Linked DNA regions of Mus musculus: all the other regions are linked to region 1. A link is a contact called in public Micro-C and promoter capture Hi-C data. All regions are on one chromosome and are shown on one strand. Each heading gives the region's core, a stretch centred on a gene start, on an enhancer-like site or on the middle of the called end of the contact. The rest is flanking DNA. Distances are from core to core; before and after follow the strand shown. Region 1 holds the start of Msx1 (msh homeobox 1). Region 2 holds the start of Adra2c (adrenergic receptor, alpha 2c). Region 3 holds the start of Lrpap1 (low density lipoprotein receptor-related protein associated protein 1).

The links. Promoter capture Hi-C pulls out the DNA fragments that hold promoters and counts their contacts. A called contact is a pair of places that touch in the nucleus more often than the background predicts.
Region 2: a Micro-C map of embryonic stem cells shows a contact between it and region 1, with 6 times the contacts expected there. The contact joins the promoter of Adra2c here to the promoter of Msx1 in region 1. A contact is called at or near these places in 2 of 39 promoter capture datasets (both in embryonic stem cells), 3 of 484 Hi-C or Micro-C datasets (all in embryonic stem cells) and 1 of 115 datasets of contacts at active chromatin or transcription factors (embryonic stem cells).
Region 3: a contact with region 1 is called in a promoter capture Hi-C map of embryonic stem cells, with 2.9 times the contacts expected there. The contact joins the promoter of Lrpap1 here to the promoter of Msx1 in region 1.

Annotation. Positions count from the first base shown.
Region 1 is chr5:37,822,043-37,825,992 of GRCm38.p6, reverse strand. It overlaps Msx1 (msh homeobox 1), which reads left to right and starts at 1,408. Exons shown (of 2, transcript NM_010835.2): 1 at 1,408-2,128. The coding sequence starts at 1,660. Gm33993 (a long non-coding RNA gene) reads right to left here and starts at 238. Exons shown (of 6, transcript XR_868362.1): 1 at 107-238. It also overlaps Msx1os. RefSeq lists an enhancer at 1-324.
Region 2 is chr5:35,276,751-35,280,287 of GRCm38.p6, reverse strand. Adra2c (adrenergic receptor, alpha 2c) reads right to left here and starts at 1,722. Exons shown (of 1, transcript NM_007418.3): 1 at 1-1,722. The coding sequence starts at 402.
Region 3 is chr5:35,103,225-35,107,345 of GRCm38.p6, reverse strand. Lrpap1 (low density lipoprotein receptor-related protein associated protein 1) reads left to right here and starts at 1,647. Exons shown (of 8, transcript NM_013587.3): 1 at 1,647-1,867. The coding sequence starts at 1,655.

The DNA.
Region 1 (3,950 bases), core at 159-2,658:
AAAGTAATTCATTTTCCTTAATCTGGTCGCCCCTAATCTACAGCTTTTTATTGCGCCCAGTTAAAAGGCCAGGGAATTCGCTATCCCTCCGTGCTCGGATAATTACCCCTAAATGGCCACGGCAGCCCCTTGTGTTTCCTGGAGATTAGAGCCCGGCAGTCATCAATGCACAGTCCCGGTGAGCCGCCAATCACCTCCTCCACCTCCCCCGGAGCCGCGAGCCTGGGCCCTGGGATAAGAGGCCATATAAAGAAAAGCCCCCCCCCCCCCAACTCCCCAACAGCCTGTTCGAACCCAGTTTACAAGGTCTTCTGTGGTCCCCACTCCAACTTTCCTTCTTTTTGTATCAGTCAAACAAAACAAAACAAAACAAAACAAAACACGTTTCCTTCGAAATCGGGCAAACAAAACTTCTTAAGCCTTGCACCAAAGATATACCTCCAGGAACTGCTTATTTTTCCTACTGGCCCATCAAATGGGCCTCCACTCTGCACCAGCAGACAGACCCACAGTTAGTGAAGTGTGATTGTTTTTGAGGATTCATTGTCTGAGGTCATGTTGAGGCCAGATTGTTGGTGGGTTCTGTTGGTCTTATTTCGGTCTTCACCCAAGGCATCCAGTGGCTTCTTTGGCTAGTAGCAGTTCTCTGGTAGAGGTGTAACTTTCTGGAGAAAAAGTACGTATAGGGAGGGGGTACGTGTTTGCATGAGAACCAAACTCATTTCCCAGATCATGTTACTTGTTCCCGTACCCACAGAACCAACAGGACCTGTACTTTCTTTGATTAACTTTGTCCAGCCCTGGAGACAAAGGCCCATTTTTACTCCGAGGTAAATTTTTGAAGATTGGAAGACATAAGACACTTAGGGCGGCTTTTTTAAAAAAAGAAATTAGTATTATCCCTTGCTACTCTGACAAATAACTATGAACATTCAAAGCAAACACCAAAAGAAAAAAAAAATTGTAAGTGAATTGTGGTCGAGAAAGGGGGCCAGAAGAGGGAAAGGGGACAGAAAGAAATAGCACAGACCATAAGAGAAACTGTGGAAAGAAAGTAGTCTATGGAGAGGAACAGAAGAAGTGGGTAAAGGATGGTGGAGGACGACTGGCAGAAGAGAAGGACTAGTAAAGAAAAGTCCCTCTGGAACTTGGTAGAATCCACATCCAGGAGTGTGGGGGTCCAGCCGGACCGATGCCCACCTGACTTAGCTAGGCGGAAAAGCTCCCCAGGTACCTCCGGCTCTGTCCCGCCTGTGCGGGTCAGGCCCTTCCCCGAGCGCCCCCAGGCCGAGCGCGCCTCGGGGCACGAGCACAGCCCAATGGTTCTCTCCGGACCCGCCCCCTCGCGCTCTGATTGGCCGCTGCCACGCTGGCCTTGCCTTATTAACAAGTTCTCAGGGGAGCGGCGGCGGACCCGGAGCCGGCGAGTGCGCCTGGGAACTCGGCCTGAGCGGCGCAGGGATCCAGGCCCCGCTCGCTCGAGTTGGCCTTCTGGGGAAGCCGCAGGAGGCTCGCGCGCGAGAGCCGGCCGGGCCAGGAACCCAGGAGCTCGCAGAAGCCGGTCAGGAGCTCGCAGAAGCCGGTCGCGCTCCCAGCCTGCCCGAAACCCATGATCCAGGGCTGTCTCGAGCTGCGGCTGGAGGGGGGGTCCGGCTCTGCATGGCCCCGGCTGCTGCTATGACTTCTTTGCCACTCGGTGTCAAAGTGGAGGACTCCGCCTTCGCCAAGCCTGCTGGGGGAGGCGTTGGCCAAGCCCCCGGGGCTGCTGCGGCCACCGCAACCGCCATGGGCACAGATGAGGAGGGGGCCAAGCCCAAAGTGCCCGCTTCACTCCTGCCCTTCAGCGTGGAGGCCCTCATGGCCGATCACAGGAAGCCCGGGGCCAAGGAGAGCGTCCTGGTGGCCTCCGAAGGGGCTCAGGCAGCGGGTGGCTCGGTGCAGCACTTGGGCACCCGGCCCGGGTCTCTGGGCGCCCCGGATGCGCCCTCCTCGCCGCGGCCTCTCGGCCATTTCTCAGTCGGAGGACTCCTCAAGCTGCCAGAAGATGCTCTGGTGAAGGCCGAAAGCCCCGAGAAACTAGATCGGACCCCGTGGATGCAGAGTCCCCGCTTCTCCCCGCCCCCAGCCAGTAAGTAGCCAGCCCTGGATGGAGAGCGAAGGGGCCAAGAGGGGGTGTGGGGCCCGAGGGCGCCAGGCCGCGCGCCGGCGCCGGCTTGTCTCGGGCGTCGGCGTACCTGCAACTGGGTACCTGGAGGCCGTGCAGAGGTTGCGTTGGCGGGAAGACCGCCTTTGAGCCTCTTCCCACTCCCACCCAGGAAGAGAGTTAGAGGCCTAAAGCAGGCAAAGCTTAGTCCGCGCTCCTTGCCTTGGCTCAGTGCCTCCGAGCCTGTCACTTCACTTGTAGCGCGCGGGTGTCTGTGGACCTTCTTATTCTTCCGGTAGTCAGGACACCAGGGGTGCCCTGCTTCTCCACCTGACCCTAAACTCAGTTATTTTGCACCTCAACTTGGATGGGCGCAGCGGCCAGTACATCCTAGCTCTGCGGAGTTTCACTTTCTACTGGTAGACAGCCGTAACCTCGCGCTCCCCATTTAAAGAACCTCTCAAAGGGTTCCGGAGTTCTGCAAAACTCCTGCCCCACCGCGCATCTAATTTTAAGCAGAAACTTGGTGTTTTGGGCGGGTGGATGATTTAGCAAGAGGGGACGATCGCGGACTAGGGGGGATGGTGGTGGTGGTGGAGACAACAAGACAACCAAAAGAGCTCCCTATTAACCACTTTGCTATAGTGTCCGAATGTGTTGGACCAGGCTTTTGAAGCGGACCCAGCAGCCAGCGACGTGTTCCAGGATAGTCCTAGGTCCTTGCGGCCCTTAGGCTTCCTTTCCCCAGCGAACCCGCTCGAAGATATTTCAGGAGCACGGGAAATTCCCAAGTTTTCCTCGTTTCCTCCGATTATTTCGCCCTACATAATAGCGTTGCAAATTCAATGGCGTGATGCTGAGGAACGATTTTTATCTGGGGATTAAACGTCTTTGAAAAGACAGCCCCTCCCTGGGCCTAAAGCTTGAGGAAGGTGGCCCAGAGCCGGGCTGTTGCTGCTGACCAAAGTGACATTTCCCTATGAACCCACCCTTCTTTAGGGCGGCCTGGTGGAAAACGACTCTGGGGCCAACTTCCCGGACTTGCTATGGCCTGAGCTGGGAGAGAAGTGGGGATGCTAACTGGAGATTTCGTTTGACTTACATCCTGGTGGTCTGAGGGCCCAAAGGATTATTGTTTTATTAGAGCTTAAAAAAAAAAAAAGCATAGCTAGGCAAAACCCGAAGATGTTCTCAATAACTAAGTGGTGGGGAGCGTGTGGTTGAGGTTTGTTTTATTCTGTAATGGTTTTGTTAGGCATAGCAGGACTGAAACTCGGTCCCCTAACTAGGCCTGCCCAACAGTGACAGCACTCTATTGGAGATTTAAGCTTTACTCAGGAAACTGAAAGAAAGGGCAGGTGGACATAACCAGTTTCGTCAGACTGGGGACCCTGCCCCCCAACTCCCGATACACACTATGCTTGATGTGGTCCCAGGCGCTGAGGTTTGGAGAGGCTGTAGGGAAAACCGAGGGCAACTGAAATGGCAGATATCTACATAAACAGCCCCATACATATTTTAGAATTGTCACAGTGTGACTTCTTGGATGGCTCTCTAATTTGATTGGCCCTAGAGCCCAGGAGAAACATGTTGTTTGATAGAAAGTGTGGAGTTTCAAGATCCATTCTATGCGATGCAAAGGCCTAGCCCCAACGCGGTGCATTTGTCGGGCACAAATACAAGTGTATGTCTATGGTATGAAACCTGGGTGACTTTGGACTGGGCAAAGGGCCCCTGAGTGTTTTATGACCACCCCCTGCCCCCAGCCTTCATCTTTCCAATGTGAGAGGCGCAGAAGAGGCACCTG
Region 2 (3,537 bases), core at 473-2,972, 2.5 Mb after region 1:
GAAGAGCACGTCCAGTGCCAGGTATACACCACACCACACTTGCCCGAAGTACCAGTAGGCCATGAGCTCATTGGCCAGAGAAAAGGGCATGACCAGTGTGGCCACCAGGATGTCAGCTGAGGCCAGAGACACCAGGAAGAGGTTCTGCGGGGCGCGCAGTGCTCGGCTGGTCAACACAGCGATCACCACGAGCACATTGCCTACCACGGTGAAAACGATGAGGAAACCCACCACAGCTGCCAACCCCGCCACAGCACCTGCGGAGTACTGGCCCGGCGGTGGCACCCAGTCGGTCCCCGAGGCGTTGGCACCCCCGCCGCTACCCCATTCGCCCGCGTCGCTCCCGTTGGGGCCCTCAGCCGCCGCCGCCGCCAGCGCCGCGGCCAGCGCTGGGGACGCCATGGTCCTCCCGAGAGCTACGCGGTCCTGCCAGGAGCCCGGGCGCAGCCTCGGCAGCTCGGGCGCCCCACAGCCAGGGTCGGCGTCCGCATCGCCGCCTGCTCCTCCGGCGCGCCGGCTGGGGGCCACGAAGCCCCGCAGCCGGCTCTCGGCCGTGGTGGCCCGGCGGGCGGGCGGCGCGCCGGAGAGCGTGGCTGCCGGGCTCCCCGCAGCTGCCGCGCGCGTAAGTGCAGAGCTGGAGGTGCCCAGAGAGCGCGGCGACGCGGCGGTGGGGGGGAATGGGGGTAGGTCCCGGGTCCTCGAGCGGCCCCGCCCTCGGCCTGGGTTCAGTGGGAGCGTCCCGGCCGCCAGCCCACGGAGATGCGGTGTCCAAGCTGGTGCACGCAAGCGGCTCCACGGTCCGGGTGCCCGACTGGGCTGCAGGCTGCAGGCGGCGGCCCGGACACTCTGCTTCCCAACGGGCTGGCTGGGGCTAAGCGAGCCGGGGCGCAGGTTGCCGTTCTTCCGGGTCCCTGCAACTTTACTTTGCGGGGCTGGGCGCCGACACCCGCGGTCCTCCTGCTGCTCCCGAGTGCGGGCGCCCCCCAAGGTCCGCGTTCGGCCGTGCGGGCGCCGCCTCGCCCTCCCCGCTCGCCGGTGCAGCGTCTCCGCCGCCGCGGAGCGCTTGGCGCAAGTGCTGTCGCCCGGGCTCGGCTTCCAACTTGAGTCCAGTAGCGCAGCGGGGAGGGCGCAGCGGGGCGGGGCGGGGCGCCCCGCAGGCCCGAGCCGCGGGCCCGGGGGGAGCGGGCCGGGAGCCGGAGCCCGCGGCCGCCTGGGCGAACCTGCCGGCGGCGCCGGGGAGGAGCCCTAGGCGGCGGCGCAGGGCGCGCACTCGGCGAGGGCGCCCCCTCCAGGGCCAACTGCAGCCTGCGGGGCCCGGCTGAGCGCGGGCTGGCCTGAGCGGTGAGTTCTAGAAGCCTGCTCTTTCTAAGATCGTAGTCTCCACCTCACTCGGTTACAGGCGACGGAGCGCGCGCGGGCGCGCACACCGGCTCGTAAGGGGCTGGCTCGGGGTCCGCGGCCTGATTGGAGAGTGCGCTTGTAGCAGCATGGCAGAGACACTGCTGGTGCGCATCATTCCTTTGGAGCTTAGGGTCCCTGCTCCCCTGCAGAGCCACCTCCTCAGTCAGCCTCAGTTCCCTCCTCTGAGTACCTCTCAGCGCTGCGGGATCGTGAATCATAACCACGGTGTCAGTCGAGGCCCAGATCAAGCTCCCAAGCTCTATACCCATGTTGGCAATTGTTGAAGTTGAATCTTAATGCTGTGTGATCCCGCTTTTCACAGCTGGAGGGGACGCTCCAGACCTGCGCTTTTGACAAACTCAAAACTGACCTGCCCCATGCAGCGTGATTTTGTGGGAGTAGGTTTAAGAGAGGGCGAGCAAATCAAATGTTGGGGAGATCTCGTGTCAGTTTCACAGAGGTTCTGTCACGTGTGGCCTGAGTTGAGTTGAGGCACTGGTCTCTGCCTCCAGGCAGCCCCAGGTCTGCAGGGAGGATGTGGCCAAGAGAATAAATTGGACTTTCCAGACCTAGCGTTTCCCTGCTAGAACTAAAGGAGTACCATTCTCTCCACCAAGGCTGGCCAGGACCTCATTACACAGGTCAGATAGACCGGAAAGGGAGGGGAGTTGGCAATCCACTGGCAGAAGGCCTCATCAGAAAGTCATTCTGAGGACCTTGGAGCCATGACCTGTGGCATCTGGACTTGTCCCTGCTCTGGTGGCTGCTTCTCCCTGCAGTCCTTGAGGATAGTGCAACCTCCTTGTGGGCACTGCAGCCCTAGAGGACCCACAGGACCTACCCTCAGGGCAGGGGTGTCCAACTAGGATTAGGCAGACGACAAACATTTCAGACCATGGGCCTGTCTTGAGTACTGTGCCCGTGCAGGACACACTTCTTGATGCCTGTCCTGGGCACTTTCTAACTCAGGGCTTGCAAAGTGCCATGTGCTGTCACCTGAGAATGTGAACTATGAGGAAGAACCGCCAAGGTTTTTTAACAAGTCCTTCTTACCCAGAGGCCCCAACAAGGGCCACTGATCAAAACAACTTCAGTTGGTTTGTATAGAAGCCCCCAGATGACTCCAACATCAGTATATTGGAGGAAGAGGAGGTCTGGCCTTATGGTGTTTGTGTCTGGATATTCACCCCCACACTGAGTGCCATCAAAGCCCTGGAACTTCCCCACCCCCCATCCCTACCCCCAACCCAGCCTAGAAGCAAAGGAGGAGGTGACAGCATGTATCACCTTTGGATATGGAGGAGTTATTAGGAAAAAGCTTTGTGGACCATGCTCCCTAGGGACTGAGGTAGTCCCCAGTGTGTGGATGGTCCCTAAGACAGAGTGCTCTTTAGGAATGTGGGTACTCCTTCAGATGGGATGCTTCTTTGGTGAGAGTGCCCCCCGAAGAGGCTGGTTTAGTTCTGAGGATGTGGGAGCCTGAGGACGATGAGGGGAAGGGCAAGTGGGCACTGGTCGGGTACTGTTGGAGAGATGGCTTCTCCCCTTGCAGGCAGCATTGTGGACCTGCCTGAGTCAGAGATGCTGTCATATGAGAAGCTGAGGGGACAACAGGTAGTCTAGCCCAAGCCCTGACTGCACACAGCCTCACGTTTCCAAGTGATGCCTGCCTAGGCAAAGGGATGCCCTGGGAGCCCTGCAAGGGAAGCCTGCAAGGGCATCTGCAGGGCTCGCTACTGAGTGACCTAGGCTCTTGGGGATGATGGCTACATGCTGTAGGGATGCTGACCATACCTCCCGGCATAACTGAGAGGAAGCCACTCTGGAGTCAGCAGCCAGAAGTGAGAGTTAAAGAGTCTGCTCATTTGAGGGCAGCTGGTGAGACCCCCTGGGGTGGCAGGAACTTACGAAGAGGCTGAACTAGCCTCTTTGCCCAGAGATAGCCAATTAGCCCCAACAGTCTGCTTCTGGTTGTTCTGTGGCAGGAAACAATGTGTGCCCCTACAGACTGTGTGTTCAAGAGTAGTTGGTGGCAGGCCACACTGGGTGTTTGTACCTACTATGTGAGGGCATTCTGGGAAGGTCCTGGTATATTTCAGAAGGAAATCCATGTGAAGTGAAGCAGCCTGGGTATTC
Region 3 (4,121 bases), core at 398-2,897, 2.7 Mb after region 1:
AGAGGCAGGCGGATTTCTGAGTTCAAGACCAGCCTGGTCTATAGAGTGAGTTCCAGGACAGCCAGGGCTACACAGAGAAACACTGTCTCAAAACAACAACAACAAAAACAAACAACAACAACAAAAAAGATCTCAGACAATTGGAAGATAGCATCAGGTAGATAGATCTCTTTGAGAGTTCAAGGTGAGCCTGATCTACATAGTTGAGTTCCAGAGCTACTGAGTAAGATCCTGTTTGATCTAAACAACCAGACAAAGCCAAAATAACAACAAAAACCCCCAAACAAAAACAAAACCCTCTCTCCTATCTGAAAAGGAGACATTTTAGGCCGGGCAAAGTGGTGCACACCTTTAATCCCAGTATCTGGGAGGCAGAGGCATACAAATCTCTGAGTTTGAGGCTAGTTTGGTCTATATAGTGAATGCCAGGATAACCAGAGCTAACCAAACCAAACCAAAAATAGATCTCAGAAAACAGGTGCTAACGTCTGCAAACCACCAGGGTTCCAGATATACTGAACCCTTTTTGTGGAAACACAAAATACAGCTTAAAACTATTAAAAAAAGAAAAAAGCACCACTCCCCCCAAATATCCCCTACCCTTGTCCTCCATGTATCTCCCTATTGGAGACCCTTTCTGGTTGTACTGGTTAGTTTTGTGTCAACTTGACACAGCTGGAGTTATCACAGAGAAAGGAGCTTCAGTTGGGGAAATGCCTCCACAAGATCCAACTGTAAGGCATTTTCTCAATTAGTGATCAAGTGGGGAGGTCCCCTTGTGATTGGTACCATCTCTGGGCTGGCAGTCTTGGTTCTATAAGAGAGCAGGCTGAGCAAGCCAGGGGAAGCAAGCCAGTAAGGAACATCCCTCCATGGCCTCTGCTCGGCTCCTGCTTCCTGACCTGCTTGAGTTCCAGTCCTGACTTCCTTGGTGATGAACAGCAGCATGGAAGTGTAAGCCGAATAAACCCTTTCCTCCCTAACTTGCTTCTTGATCATGATGTTTGTGCAGGAATAGAAACCCTGACTAAGACACTGGTCATCCTTACCAGACGACTCTTCTGCCTGTCCCTCCTGGGCCCAAACTGCTGGTGCCTGTACCAGACTCCTGGGTTCCTCGAGCACCAGGTTGTCACCAGGCCAGGCCATGTCCCCAACAGGCTTGCTGGGCCTCACTATGTCCATTGGATTTTCTCCAGGGCTGCAGGTGCAGAGACTAGGCAAGTGCACAAAGCCTTCCAAACAGAAACCCCGGAGGGGAAGTGTCTGGGATGTGTCCCAAAGACGGAGCTGAGATAGCTGCTCCCGGGTTTAATGGCAAAATCATCTTCCGCCGCACTTCTTGTGTGATTACGAGGAGTGGGGCGGTGCATAAGTGCGCTTTCCCAGCTGCTTCTCCTTACAGCCCCGCTAGTGAGCTCTGAATTTTGCAGCCCCAGCGTGAAAATACCTTGGGATAATTGCTCTTTGCTGGTGTTGGGCAGGGCGGAGCCAGAGACCGAAAAGTGGGCAGTCATATGGGCGGGGCCTGGGGTGGGCGGGATCGGATTGAGAAGGGAGGCGGGGCCTCGCGGAGACCGGTTGATGGGCGGGGCTACAGATGGGCGGTCCTACAAGACCCAGTCCTGTCAGTCTGCTAGCGCTTCAGAGGAAGATGGCGCCTCGAAGAGAGAGGGTCTCTACGCTGCCCCGGCTCCAACTGCTAGTGCTGTTGTTGCTGCCGCTGATGCTTGTGCCCCAGCCCATAGCAGGCCATGGCGGCAAGTACTCGCGAGAGAAGAACGAGCCGGAGATGGCCGCCAAGCGCGAGTCCGGGGAGGAGTTCCGCATGGAGAAGCTGAACCAGCTATGGGAGAAGGCCAAGCGGGTGAGCGGGGCCAGGGAGACGCGCGGGGATGGGGGCGAGGTGCTGCGTGTGAGCGAAGGAGAGCAGGGCCCTGATTGAGAGGCCAACATAACCTCTGGGACGGGGAACGGCCTACCCTTTGTACAGCCCCCCTTTAAATGTCAGGTGGGCCATCTTGACCTCACTTGTAATAAGAGACCCATAGGCCCTAAAGGAACTTGGTGCTGGTGTCAAGGGCCTGTGGTTGCCTTTAGTGCAATTAGGGACCCTAAAGAATGAGTGACACCCACCCTTCCTAGCTGTGGACACCTCTGCCCAAAAAGCTAATTTTCCAAAGAGCCAATTCAGATGGAGGTAGAGGGGAGGGGGGGCACTTTCTACATGGGGCCAGACTTGGAAGTCTTTTCTTTATCTGTATTTACTCCAATGAAAGAAAAAAAAAAACGGTGCCCTGAGATAAGACTGTATGGAGATTGCAGAAGCCCCAGTTGCTAATGGAGCTGGTTAATTTGGGTAAAGCAGTTCCTTAGGGGATTGGAATTCCTTAGTATAGGTAAACACTACACCCTGTCTGGGGAATGCTGAAGTTAGATTTAGTAGCTATGCTAATCTCTCTTCCTTTTGAAATGGAGATATCCAGAGCCTGAGGGCTGGCCTGGAACTTGGGTCCCCTCCCAGATTACAGTCCTAGGCTAGGACTTGGGCTTTTGTTTAAGTATTCTTTCAGAGCCACACTATCTTCCTCTAGAGCTTGCAGAGGGTTGCCCTTTAGCCCTCCAGCTTAAACATTCCTGAGTTTGAGGGGAGAGTAAATAATTTGCAAACTAAGTGATTTTTTAAAATAAAACCGTGTAGAACTTTGGCCCTGGAGACTTTGGATGGAGAGGTAGTTGGGAGGTTGGCTTCTGGGGAAGGGGAGTGGTGCCTCACAGACAGCTTAGTGGCCAGCCAGTGTCTTTGAGAGACTGCTGCAAGAGGGGGACAAGTGTCCAGCCTGCAAAGGTTTAGGACAGCCCTGTGGCCTGGAAAAGCAGTTCAGCTTTCTGGGGGAAGGGTCCGGGAGCAGAGCTGGGAGTGGCTGTGTGAAGAGCATGGGAGCAGTGGGAACCATCTAGGGTAAAAGGCTGGCTGTCCCTGACCGCCATCTCCAGGGGTGTGCCCACGGGATGAGTGTGCTTCACCTGGGATTACCCAGTAAGATGAGGATGGGGCCACGAAGACATTAGCAGGTACCGTCGAAGACTGTTGGGGAAATGTGGTCTGCTGTCCGTAGATCCTGGGGTCTCTTTCACTCAGAAGGTGGCCCCCAGTCCTCCACATGCACATCCAGGTGACTTTCATCCTCACTCTGTGCCTTGGTGGTCTCCTGGACCTCCACCATGGCCACTGATCAGTGGCAGCATCAGATTATATTTCTGCTGGTTGTCCACAGTCTGATGTCACTGTGCGGACGGCTGCTCTCGTCATCCTGTCTAAGCCTTGGGCTGCACGTCATTCCAGCCCTCCAGCCCTAAAGTTCTGCAGGGGATTTGCGTTCACTTTTTCTGTTGAACGGAGGGGGACATTCGTTCTTCCAGTGGCTTCCCTTACAGGATGTCCTGTGTCTACTCCCTCTACTTCCAAGGAGCCTAGGCCTTGAGGACATAGGTTGAGTTTTGCTGCTTTTCTTTCTAGACAGGGAGGCTTCCAGCTGGGTCCTACCTGCTAGGTCACCTGAGCTCAGGGGGAGAGCACCAGGTTCTTATCTTTCATGTAAACATTTGGGTTGGGCCTTCTGCCCTTCGGGGTGAGGCCGATAGTGCAATCAGCTCCCATCCCTACTGTTTTAAGTAGTTGAAGTGCTCCCCTAGGCTTCTCCTGGGTTGTAGCCTTGTGGGGATTCTCAGTGATCTTCACTATCCAGGAGAAGTTTTATCCTTGCAGTTTATCATGTATGAGGTGGAAGAGAAAGTGTGGCAGAGCTCTTTGCCTCGCCCCATTCCCAGTCCACCTTTAGAAGAGCTGAGGTCTGTCTTGATACCCAAGGGAGTGGAGCCGGGTATGGGAGAGCTCTGCAAAGGCATGGAGCCCACCTCTATCTTGTGAGATTGGGCAATTTGAGACTTGTGGGAGGAGGGGGATTGCTTCATGGCAGTCTAGCCCTTCGTGCCCTGACTCTGGCGTTACCCGGTTCCTGTTTCGTAGACATACTTAGGATGATGAGCTGTGACGGGATTTGGGACATGTCTGTCCTGACTCAGCGATCTGACGTGCCCAGTGTGTTGCAAGATGAAGA